Regions from separate parts of the Oryctolagus cuniculus genome. Here region 2 is linked to region 1. The links are chromatin contacts, called in public Hi-C maps. All regions are on one chromosome and are shown on one strand. Each heading gives the region's core, a stretch centred on a gene start, on an enhancer-like site or on the middle of the called end of the contact. The rest is flanking DNA. Distances are from core to core; before and after follow the strand shown.

Evidence for each region. Hi-C and Micro-C count contacts between places; a contact is called where the count stands out from the background.
Region 2: a Hi-C map of an unstated tissue shows a contact between it and region 1, with 2.6 times the contacts expected there. The contact joins the enhancer-like site here to the promoter of SLC17A8 in region 1. A contact is called at or near these places in 2 of 6 Hi-C or Micro-C datasets (embryonic fibroblasts and an unstated tissue).

The regions. Positions count from the first base shown.
Region 1 is chr11:103,262,501-103,265,085 of mOryCun1.1, reverse strand. SLC17A8 (solute carrier family 17 member 8) reads right to left here and starts at 1,274. Exons shown (of 12, transcript XM_002711219.5): 1 at 808-1,274. The coding sequence starts at 908.
Region 2 is chr11:103,625,681-103,628,265 of mOryCun1.1, reverse strand. The region is part of intron 2 of ANO4 (anoctamin 4); the gene reads right to left. Among named protein-coding and RNA genes, the nearest start is that of ANO4, 27 kb to the right of the region's middle. Within about 2 kb of position 1,300, at least 1 of the 8 cell types and tissues checked has an H3K27ac peak or open chromatin away from gene starts, as enhancers often do.

The sequences.
Region 1 (2,585 bases), core at 25-2,524:
TAAAAATAATTATTCAAACACATAAAAAGCTTATCAGGAGTATTTTCACATTTATTTATGTCAAGGAGATAAAGGAGTCCTACCTTGCACATAAGGACCACGGATTAATTCATATATCAAAACTGATATATATCAAAGGGGGCATATAAAAATTTACAAATTAAAATGTCACATAAATTCATCTATTTTTGGCACACTCTCCTTCCCATGATAATGTGTTTTACTTTAAAAAGGTTTTTTGGTTTGGACTAAAATCTCATTCAATTCAGTGATGGTACTTAATGTTTTCCCCTTCATAATCATGTGAGATTTTGTGCTTTAAAGAATACTAATTTTTTAACTCTTCCAACTATTACGCCATTATCTGTGCTTTTGGGGAAAACTATTCAATCAGGGACCACTTTAGGTATATCATATAACAAACAAAAAATTTTCAAATATTTAATTTTCAGCTCAAAACACAACTACATTTGTCACTGAGTTAGCATGAAATATTATCTCCTCACTCTTTGCTAATTTAATGCCAAACACATCATATGCATTACCCCAAGTCCAATATGTGCTCATCCTGCTGCATAAACAGCACACTTGTCTTGATGTTTCCTTAATTAAACCCAACACTTTTTGATGCATATTTTTTCCCTCCCAACAGAGACTGTTAGTGCTGCAAGAGGCTCCAGAAACCATGTAATCTGACCCACCCCTCCTTGTTAAAATGTGTTTTATAAACATGACACAAAGTCGTTCATACATTGCCAACATGAGGCTACTCAAGAAATAAACCTCAAATTTGCCTCCCAACTTTACCTTTGTAAAATCCCCAACGAATCTCCCACGGCGTTCTTCACTCCTTCCTTCCCAGGTTTCAGAAATTTTTCCTTGAAGGTCTCAAAGGCTTTAAAAGGCATTTTGAATGAGGGGCACCTGAGAGCCGTTACCACCCAGTCTCAGCAACTGTCATCTTTTCTCCTGTCCAGCGTGGGGACCGCTCTGTTTTCCGGGAACACCTGGAAGTCAGTTCTCATAGAGGTAACTGCTTAGAATCAGAAAGGAGAGGAAACTCAGCCCAGATCTTCCAAGATGAGACCACTCTCTCCTCTCTCAAAACCCCTCCCTAACAAAAATGCCAAGAGTTGTCTGGCTGGGAATTCAGCCCCTTGAAAAAGCTACAAGTCAGCAGCAGCCGCCCGTGGCTGTTGCCTCGGACAGCCACTCTGAGACTGAGCGCTGCCTCTCTCCCTCCCTGGCTGCAGCTGGAGAAGCTAAAGTGGGTTCCAGCCCATGAGGATCCCCGAGACCTGCAGCAGCATCTGCGGCCTAGCCCAGCCCCTCCCACCTCCCCACAGGCAGCCTGTGGCTCTCCCTGAGTGCTCTTTTCCATGGAGTGCTATAGTAACCCGCAGGATACCTGCCCCTTAGCCGCTGGGGCTCAGTCATGGGCGCTGGGCCAGAGCAGGCGTCCAGAGGGAAGGTTGTGTTTATGAAACATTTACGAGTCCTCTGCTTTCTGAGGCCTGGGCCTGCTGAGCGGCTCTCAGCCACCACTTCATGCCCTTTGTGTCCCCTGTGGGAGCCATGAAGCAGTTTTTTGTTTGGATGCTAGCATGGATGTGATCCCTGGAGGAACATTTGCACTTGAGTGGGCTAAATGCAAAACCCAGGCCTTGAACATGTAGGATGGCATCTATTTGTTTCTCGTCGACAGAGCAGGTTCTCTGAAGGTATGGGATGCAGACACCATTAGGGCAATTAACTGAAGATATCTGAGCCAGTCCTAGCACCTGCTTACAATCTTCACAGGCTCCTCATTGTCTCCAAGAAAAAAATACCTTATCCTGGCGCCCAAAGTGCCTCCATGGGACCCTGAGCCCTGTTTCTTGTCCCTCTGCTTTCCATAACACTGAGGCCACTGAACTGTGGCCTCTGGAGTTCACTCAAGTCGTACCCCTGCCTGGGCAATGAACCTGACCCTTCACCGTGGTCACTTCTGGGGTCCTGAAGTCTCATCCAGACATCAGATCCACTAGAAAGCCTTGCAGATGAGGCGGAGGGTCCCTCCAAATCCTCTGTACTTAGGTGTAACCTAAGCACTAGTTCCGCTGGGGATGAAATATTGCATTGCACCTGTATTCCAGGCTGCAGGATGCTGCCTCCTGGTGGTGAAGACACAGCCTTCATCTGTGATGCTTCAGAGCTCCCTACACCCAGGGACGGCCAGGGACTGACCAATGTGCTGTGGGCGATGCTCTGATTTCCCCGGAGTCATTGTCACAGAACCAGTCATTGCCCTCTGCAGCTGTAGTCCAAACCTTTCTGAATTTGAATGAAATTAAACCAAATCAGAATTGGATCTTGGGTAGGTTAAATATTGCTAATATTTATTGAGCTTTTCCTATGGTCCAAGCTCTGTGTTAGGCACTCTATTTATATAGTATCACAATCTTCCCAACACTGCTCTGTAGTTAATAACTTATTTTCTCCAATTTTACTGATGGGAAACAGGCAAAGACAGGTTAGACTTTCCTGAGATCATTTAACTAGTTAGTAGCAGAGCCCAATTTCAGATCCAAATGGCCTGACTCTGG
Region 2 (2,585 bases), core at 51-2,550, 360 kb before region 1:
TGTACCACACTCCCACATGGCAGCCATCCGCTAGAGCAGTGATCACACCACCCCCTCAAACTGTGGTAGGGAATTCCAATCTGCCACACCTCCCAGCATTCTCTAGTGCCTTACCCCTAGCTTGCTTTACTCATCTGCCTGGTTCAAACAGGCCTTTGATTTGCAACCTAGATCCATAATATAGGAATATAAGTTCAGTCAGAAAATAAGAGTGGAAAAAGAGGTTGATACAGGAAAGCTAAAGGTCTTGGGGTGGCACTGTAGCACAGCAGGTTAAGCCACTGCCTGCAATGCCAGCATACTATACGGGTGCTGCTTCAAGTCCCAGATACTCCATTTTTAATCCAACTCCCTGCTAAATGCACCCAGGAAAGTGATGGCTGATGGCCCACATGCTTGGGTCTCTGCACCCATGTGGGAGACCAGAATGGAGTTCCAGGCTCTGGGCTTCAGTCTGGCCCAACCCTGGCCATTGCAGCCATTTGGAGAGTAAACCAACAGATGGAAGATTTCTGTCTCTCCTCCCCTCAACTCTGCCATTCAAATAAAGGGGGGGAAAAAGGAGGCGGGGGAGAGATGGATCCACAGGTAACAAAGCAACCTACAATGCTGGTATCCCATATGGGCACCGGTTCATGTCCTTGACGCTTCGCTTCTGATCCTGCTTTCTGCTAATGGCCTAGAAAAAGCAAAGGAAGATGGCCCAAATGTTGGGGCCCCTGCACCCATGTGGGAGACCTGGAAACAGCTCCTGGCTAGTGGCTTCAGCCTGGCCCATGGCCTGGCTGTTGCAGCCATTTGGGGAGTGAACCAGAATATGGAAGATTGATCTAATTCTACCTTTCAAATAAATATTTTTAACAGATAGTCAAAAGTCTGAAATACCAAAGTAAAAAGGCCATATTTTATTTGGCAAAGCAATATCCATTAAAGTTTTTGAAATAGGGATTAACATAATCTTGTCGATGGCAGCAAAAACAGCCAGAAGCTACCACTTCCTCCTTTGACCACTTTTGGGAAGCCCTCCCCCTTGGTTCCCAAGCCGTTTTACCCCTGGTGAAGTGATACCCAGCAAAGATGTTGGTGAGCAGTGCCTGAAGTGTTGGGGGAAAAGTCCAGAATGGGGGTAGGGGGTGGGGAGGGGTGGGCACGGCAAAATGCAGAAACCCAAAAGGGGAAAGACAAGGGCACGCCTGTGGGATTCCGACGGCTGAGCAACAGCGTCTGGGGCAGCCTCAAATGCATGCTGCAGCCTCCTTGGACACACATGCGTAACAGTCCACCCAGCCCATGATTACAGCCGACTTTTACTCCTTTCTGTGTATCTCCTCCACGAACTGCACCTCCCTCATCTTACAGGGTGCCTTAGTCATCTCGGAAAATCCCTCCCTGCTCCTCTCTTTGGCTCTTTGCCACCCACCAATACCTAGCAAGAGGCCATGCTCCAAGTTGAGGCTCGACACACACTCTCCCCCCTCCCTTACTGAATTCTTCCTCGATGCCAGCAGCACGGGGACTGTGCCAAAGGCTGTTGGGTAAAAGCCAGGTGAGAGTCATTACGGAACCAAATTAAAGTGCTGACATTAAGGAAGGGAGAGAGAGAGATGCTGACATGGAAGAAAGGAGCTTTCGCCACCAGGTAGCTTTGTCCCTCACTGGCAAGATGTCAGAGAAGACACAGGACAGAGATTGGTAGATTCCTCCCTGTAAGTGGGGCTTTGCCACGGGCTGAGGAAGGTCGAGTTCGACAGCAGGCACTTGAGCTTTAGCGGAAATATTCTTATGGAATTATCTGGCAGGAAGCAGGAAAAGAAATGGAAATGAGGGTTTGGAGAAATGACCAGGGTCATAAATCCAGAAGTCACCCACCGGAAGTCACGGCTGAAGCCTAGAAACAAAAAATCGACTTCCCTATCACAGAATAAATTCACCAGAAATTCCACCTACTACTTAATGGCGCTATAAGGGATCTAAACCTCACTTTAACTGACAGGCAGGTACTAGGATTCTCACTGATGGATGAGCAAACTGAGGCTTGAGGACATCAGAACTTCCCCACGGTTTGATAGCTGCCCAGAAATAACAGTCAAGACTCGAGCCCAGGCTCCCTGAAGACCACACAGGTGCTCTGGGCCACCGAGCCGTAATTCTCCCTAAGAAAATGCACAGCAAAAGGGACTCTGGGAGCTGGAAAAAATGGGGCCTGTTCCCTGAAAAACCACTTTTATATTATTTACTACTGAACCATTTTTTTTCCATGGAGGAATTTTGGTCTACCACAATCCCTGAAGACAGAAAATTCTGAGAACAAGCAATAGGATCACTTCAACTCTTTTGGTTGGTTACCTTCCTAACAAGTAACGCCGTGGAATGCAGGGAGTGTGAGTGGATCTTTCCTGAGTGAGGGATACAAAACTTCTGTAAACAATCAATGAGAACATAAACTCCCAAAGTTCAGAACTGTGATGGAGCCAGGAACACTGCAGAAGACCAAACTGAGTGACACTGGCGCCAGGACTGAACTTGACTGTTTCTTGAACTAAAGCACTGATGAAAATTTGTAATCAGCACTCTCGAGTCTCCCA